2 separate regions of the Arabidopsis thaliana genome follow, and region 2 is linked to region 1. Evidence: chromatin contacts called from public capture Hi-C data. All regions are on one chromosome and are shown on one strand. The core of a region is the stretch at or near the end of the contact, and the rest is flanking DNA. Distances in the headings are between cores, read along the strand shown.

Region 1 (3,653 bases), core at 704-3,203:
GATCATCAAAAATTACTATCGAGCTATTTTGTTCTTGAATCTTGACAGATAATATTTAAGAATAACCTATACGGTTCAAACTGTCGGTTTCAATATTAAAACAAATGTGAATGGAAGATAGAGAGAGGAAAAAAACCTCTCTTACAAAAGAATCTAGGTGCGTCAGAGAAGCTCGCCAATCTCATGGAGCCAAGATTTGCTTTCCTGGCTCTTAATAGTTTGTATGGATCGGCGATTGAAACTTCATTATTCTCTCCCAAACAAAACATAGAATAAACGAATGTGTCTAACGCTGAGTGAAGAGGACTAGACGGACTTGCCCCGTCATAATATGCATATTACGATACGTTGCAACATTAACAATGTCGTGAGTATGCATATCTCATAACATACCAAATATCGATACGTTTCAACATTGAATTTTTAATATCTTAGTCATTAGCAATTAATAATTAAATCTTCTTTTATATGAACAAATTTATGATTTACAAAAAAAATAGATGTTATGTTTCCATGGATCATGTTTTCAAGCTTGACCGAAAACAAGCTGCTAAAAAGTGTCATAAAAGTTTGGTACTAGTACAACTAGGATTTTGTAACTCTAGCACAAGAACCAGTTCAAAAGATGATTATGCATACTGGATTTTTATAGATATTGTTGATTCTTGCATGGCAATCAAAGAGTTTGGCAGCTAGGTATACCTTTAGGGGTGATGTCGACACCTCTCATCTAGCCTTACTTGCTGAAGTATAACTACAATTGAATCTCACTCCCCCTACCAGAAACTGTTTCCTTCCTCATCTTCATTAGGATCAGATCGGATCACAACAACAAACTTCGTCGAACTCAACCACGATGGACAGTGGTGGCTGAGGTTCGTTGCCTGTTTTAGGGTTGAAGATTGAGATGCGTTAAGTGACTTGTGAGACTTTAAGTAACACACAACGACATAATTTAGGGTACTTGGGCCTTAATGGGCTGGATTGGAGTGTTACAATATACAAAGTTCATCGGAAGTTTAGGTTTATTTTAAAAGATGTTCAATGTGGATCCTAATTTCATGCGTTTTAAAATACTTTAAACATAAATCCCAACCAAAAACAAAAAACTCCCAATATCCTTTGAAATTTACAAAGTTCTTTGAAAGTTTAGGTTATTTAAAACATTGTTCCGTTGAAATATGGATCCATTAATTTTCATGCGTCTTGGTAAGATGTATCATATTATGGATATGGCTTTGAGCCTTTGACTTTATTCCTACTTTAAAGTTACAACTTAAATCCCATTTAACCAAAAAAAAAGAAAACAAGAACTCCCATATCCTTTGAAATTCAAGAAAAATTAATGATACAGTTGGTATATATCATTAACAATAATTACAACACCCTAAAATGATTATAATTTGCGTTATCTTTTACGATCTCAAATCTTGGAGTCGAGATTGTGGTAATGGGGATTGGGATGCACGTGGTGATACGTAATGGGTGTAGACAGAAAATCACAAGAAAGCGAAAGTGGTAACTATTGAAACACAAAGTGACAAATCAAATAATAGTCGCGTGCTTTCTTCACGGGTCACCTCCTCTATTGTTCTCACAATCAATCAAAACCTCACTTTCCAAATATTTTTTATATTTTTCTAATTTTTTTTTTGGTTGTGGTAAGAAATTATTTCATTGTGTTATAAACAGCATTGAGATCGATTTTTAAATTTCTTAAACGGAATTAACCAGAAATTTATACATTTATTTGTTTTTCACATGCTTTTGCAACCTTGACACAAGTTTCAATCTGTTTGAACTTCCATCTATAGGAATTGGAGAGACATAGGGATAATGAATCAATTGTCCGTATAAACACTATACTAAAATGAATACAAAAGGGTATTCACATGTATGAAGAATGTGAAATAGTGGTTGCATATACATTTACACTTGAGTGAGGATGTCCAGTGAGGCAAATATTCCATCTGAATTCCACAATTATTCTTAAATCAAACTAAAAACAAAAAGTACATTCCAACAGAATTCTAGCATATAGAAAAAGTTTATTTATTTTTGCCAACAACAATAATAAAATATTTCTCCCTATCACTCTCCACTCTATCTCTCTCCCTCTATGGAAAACCCACAGATATTTGTCTTGTGAATTCAAGAAGAGCCAATCTAAATTCAAAAAGGGTTAATTGTGATTTTGTCTTCTTTCTTCATCACCATTAACAGTGATAATGTCTCCATTGCCTTATAGTTCTTGGCCTCTGATACTATTGTTAGTATTGTGGTGCATGGTAGCTAGATTATCAAACGGAGCTTCCAACAATGTAAAGGTTGGAATCATTTCAAAGGTGGAAGATGCTACGAATTTCCATATCTATTATGGACAGACCTTTAAAGTCATCAAAAACGCCATTGATGGCAAGAGCTATCTCCTTATTCAGGTTCTTGCTCTTTTCTCATTAACTTATCTTTCATCTTTTTGTTTCCAAATGTATGGTATGGTTCGTGTCTGATAATTGAGGATAATATGTAGAACACTTCTAGAATGGCGGTTCGGACAAAGTATTGTACTTCCAGGATAAAGTCTTATGTGATTCCACTTCTAAATTACTCATTAGACACTCAATCTTCTCAAGGTATGTTCTGTTTTTTTCTCCCCTGTTTCATTCCTCTGTTTAACAAAATTCTGTTGTTTTAGATCTCTATGTTTTCTCTTATGCAGGAAGTGTTCCGGTTTCTTTCTTTGAGGTAAACACTCCTTTCTAGTATCTCAATACATAAGCTCTAGACTTTTATTGGCACTAGCCAAAAAATTCTATAGAAGACTAGGATCACACTTTAAAATGTACCAAAAAAAAAAAATGGATTTAGTTTTGATTATATGCAGTTACTTGGATTACTCGGAAGCTTGAAGGGAATAACATCGGATGAGGTAGTTTCACCGTGTCTTCTGAAACTGTGTGAGGCAGGGGAAGTAGTTAAGCTTGACAAAGGTGAACAACTATCTCAATTCGCGGCGCATTTCATCAGCGATACTGATCAACCTCAGACTTGCAATTTTGCAAACTTTTTTCCACTTAGTGAAGGAACACCTCTTCAGGTGCCAATTATTATCTTTGCATAGTTCTAAACCTAACCAAAATTGATAACCATTACACATTTTGATATGAGGTTGTGCTGGTTTTGTAATCTTGAATAAGCGAGCGGAGTGGATCAAATTCCTTGGAGCGTTTACAAATCTTGAAACTAAAGCCAATCAAGTCTATGACTCGGTTAGTGACTATTTGTGATTCTCTTAGCAAAATCTGCCTACATGGTCTATTCTTGCTGTTTATAAAGTATGTTATGGAAACTTTAAGGTTAAAGCAAGCTATACTTGCTTGTCTCAAATGGCTGCCAACAAGACAAAATCCTTCAAGCCGATTGTAGCCTGGATGGGATATGATCAAAATGTAAGAAAACTTTCTTCTTCTTCTTTTTTGTCAAGGGTTGTCTCTAGCTATTTTAACTGTTTTGTTTCTTAAAATACGAAGATAAATGTCTGTTTATGGTTTCAAACTCATAACGCATAATTGTTTTTTCAAGGGAGGCATGTGGAGTTTTACTAAGGAATCACACAAGCTAAAGGTACGCATTTCAATATTTGACACTTTCAA
Region 2 (3,861 bases), core at 336-2,835, 390 kb before region 1:
ACAATTTTGTTTTGGTATAATTGGAAAAATAAATTAGTAATAATACTTTTAGACTAAAAATTTAATTAAGAATGTAATATTTTTGGGTAATTCTCATTTTGTTATCAGTATCCACCCAAAAATAATGAATATTGTACTAAGAATATTATATATGTTCCATAAATTTATGATTATTCGAATTTTCTGACTCCAGTCTAAATGAATAGCATACTTAGAGGTGTCAAAATGGGTCAAAATTCATGGGTCAACTCAACTCAACTCAACCCATGAACCCTAATGAGTTAAAATTTTTGACTCAAATGAGTTGATTGGTCAAATGAGTTGATGAGTCAATTGGTTTGATGAGTCAATTGGTTTGATGAGTAAAATGAGTTGGGTTGTAATGGTTAATGGTTTCAATGGGTTACCCAATTAAACTATCAAGTTTTGTAAAATTGAATTAAACCAACTAAAATCTCTAAATCAATGCCAATTTAAGTTTAACCAACACATCTAAACCAATTTAATAAAATTAATATTTTTCCAAATTTCTTAAATATACAAGCGATGAAATTGAGAAAAAGTAAACTCGTAATTTTTTCACCAAAAAACATAAATCCGTGATTTTCCCGCCAGAAACGTAAACCCATGATTTTCCCGCCAAAAACGTAAATCCGTGATTTTCCCGCCAAAAACATAAACCCGTGATTTTCCCGCCAAAAACGTAAACCCGTGATTTTCCCGCCAAAAACGTAAACCCGTGTTTTGCCCGCCAAAAACGTAAACCCGTGATTATCTCGCCAAAAACGTAAATCCGTGATTTTCCCGCCAAAAACATAAACCCGTGATTTTCCCGCCAAAAATGTAAATCCGTGATTTTCCCGCCAAAAACGTAAACCCGTGAATTTCCCGTCAAAAACGTAAATCCGTAATTTTCCCGCCAAAAACGTAAAGCGGTAATTTTCCCGCCAAAAACGTAAACCTATAATTTTTCCGCCAAAAACGTAAACCTATAATTTTTCCGCCAAAAACGTAAACCCGTGATTTTCCCGCCAAAAACGTAAACCAATAAAAAGTGGAATCCGTAAATATCCTAAGTTTGATGATAATGAATTAATAATGATAATTATTTATTATTATTTTATAATAATAATTAATTAAATTATTACTTAAATGGGTTAATCCATTTAACAACTCAGCCCATTAAATTAAATGAGTTATGGGTTGACCCAACTCATTTAAACTCATTTGATTATGAGTTAAGTTGAGTTGGGTTACCCATTTTGATATCCCTAAGCATACTATTAAATTGAATATTATAGATATTTTACGCAACCCAAATTTTTCATATCCATTGTCCAACGTTTTTTGTTCTTGGTAGTGGATCGATGTGTTTGGACTTTTTTTGTGTGTGTGTTTAACTTCTTCTGATATATCCATGTGTTGTTCCTCCCGTGGAAAATGTTTCCACGTGTTGTCCGCTATGAAAATGAACTACTCACCATGACTCTATCGAGCAATCTTACTCAAATTTGCTTTTTGCCTTCTTCTTCTATTTTGTCTTTTTATATTTCTTTCAAGATAACTACCCTTCATCATAACAATATGGTGCATGAACAGTTGAATCTTATTCGGAAGATTGTTGGTATATTAGGAAACTTCATCTCTCTATGTTTGTTTCTATCGCCAACGCCAACGTTTATACACATAGTGAAAAAGAAGTCAGTGGAAAAATACTCACCATTGCCATATTTAGCGACTCTCCTAAACTGTTTGGTTCGTGCTCTTTATGGACTTCCTATGGTTCATCCTGATAGCACCTTGCTCGTTACAATAAGCGGTATAGGAATCACGATCGAAATCGTTTTCCTTACAATCTTTTTTGTATTTTGTGGTCGTCAACAACATCGGTTGGTAATATCCGCTGTTTTAACCGTTCAAGTTGTGTTTGTGGCTACCCTTGCGGTTTTGGTCTTAACTCTCGAACACACTACCGATCAACGGACGATAAGCGTTGGGATTGTATCTTGCGTTTTCAACGCTATGATGTATGCTTCTCCATTGTCTGTCATGAAAATGGTAATAAAAACAAAAAGTTTGGAGTTCATGCCGTTTTTGTTATCGGTAGTTGGTTTTCTAAACGCAGGTGTTTGGACAATTTATGGCTTTGTGCCTTTTGATCCATTCCTGGCTATACCAAATGGGATTGGGTGTGTTTTTGGACTAGTACAGTTAATATTGTATGGTACCTACTACAAATCTACCAAAGGGATAATGGAGGAAAGGAAGAACCGACTCGGTTACGTTGGTGAAGTCGGATTATCCAATGCGATCGCTCAAACTGAACCCGAGAACATCCCATATTTAAACAAAAGAGTTAGCGGCGTTTGATTTGGTCTTTTCATGTTATTCACTGTAAGTTTATTATATAATCATCTAGGATTTTTTTTATATTTTTAGGACTGTAATATGCGAATAAGTCAAATTTCGTTGTCCATAGTTCTCAGAAGCCGTAGACTCTTTTAAAAATATGACTTCTCTCTTTGGTCATTTTTTTTTGTTTGAGGACCATTTCTTCAAGAGTGAAAATTGAGAAAAAGTCGTTGATGTTTCTTGAACAAATTCACTAAAAATGCAACTAATGTTAACCCATAGTTTGTACTTATTCTTCAATTAATCAATGAGTCATTTATCCAAAATTTATCAACAAGAATTCTCTCCCTAGACTTGATTGCCTGAAAAGTTTCCCAAATAAATAGAAACAAATATTAACTCGATTTCCCTAGAACCGAGTAAAGGATTAGAAACAGATACAAACTTGGTTTGATCAGCTCTTTGGTCCAAATATTTTGGTGAATTTCATAACAAGAATTAGGATTAGGGCTTGTAGTGTTGAACATGAGACTAAATCAGCCCATAGCCCATTCCCATTAAAGTGTAAGTGGAAAGATGAAAAAAACAAAAGTAGTCCAATAGGGAATACCACTGAAATAATAAGAAGTTTTGTTCACATAAGCTCCAATTTTCTCACACTACCTAAACACAATGAGGCATATTGTTCATGGCCAAGAAAATTAAAAACATGGCTCCTAAACCGGAGAGGATGGTTAAGAAAGGCTACCGGAGAGTGCAGTCAAGAAGCTCTCCATAAGGATTGAGAAGTTAAATATAAAAAGTTCAGATTGAGAGAAGCAAATACAAAATGAATCTAAGTAAAGAAAATTTAGTCCCAAGCCCATCTAATGACCCAACCTAACCCACCCGTCCAAGCATCAAGAGAATTAGCTCCTTCCCCTACTTACACAAATATGGTGACACAAGGCCACAAGCCTTTTGAAAAAAGAAAAAGCAAAAAAAAAATAAAGAAGGCCACAAGCCTTGGACATGAAACCTTCACCTTATATACTAGCAGATTTTTTTCTCCAACTTCCAATATGTACAAAAACCACTTTATCCATTTTGTGTATTTCATATACCCAACTTTGGATATCCATTTCTCACTCAGAAACAAACCTCAAATTTTACGTTTGAGTATACACTACAATCTACAAACTACAAAGATAGTGCTTGTAGATTAGATGAATCCAACGTTCTCAATGTAGTTTCGAGTGACAAATTTGCCGAAAATTAGTTTTCGGAAAAATGTCCAACGTAACATCCCAAAATTTAAGTTTCAATACCAAGTTGGGTTTATTGCTAGTTTTAGAATGAGGTTCAATTGAAATATAATTGAAAACCCCTCCTCTTGAGCAGGCGTATCAGGAATCCAACATTAAAAGTGTGATGTAACCGAGAACGTAATATAAAAATGATATGGGTCAATCTATTTATTGTTAGGAGTTCCATGACAAGACTCTTACGTTCATGAAATCAATATCTTGA

The links. Capture Hi-C pulls out chosen DNA fragments and counts their contacts.
Region 2: a capture Hi-C map of root shows a contact between it and region 1, with 2.6 times the contacts expected there. A contact is called at or near these places in 1 of 26 Hi-C or Micro-C datasets (seedling) and 1 of 3 other capture datasets (root).

What each region holds. Positions count from the first base shown.
Region 1 is chr1:24,516,901-24,520,553 of TAIR10.1, reverse strand. It overlaps AT1G65900 (plant/protein), which reads left to right and starts at 1,953. Exons shown (of 11, transcript NM_105262.4): 1 at 1,953-2,438; 2 at 2,531-2,633; 3 at 2,720-2,745; 4 at 2,885-3,097; 5 at 3,198-3,269; 6 at 3,357-3,449; 7 at 3,583-3,624. The coding sequence starts at 2,229.
Region 2 is chr1:24,904,960-24,908,820 of TAIR10.1, reverse strand. SWEET6 (Nodulin MtN3 family protein) reads left to right here and starts at 1,585. Exons shown (of 1, transcript NM_105348.1): 1 at 1,585-2,370. The coding sequence starts at 1,585. The coding sequence ends at 2,370.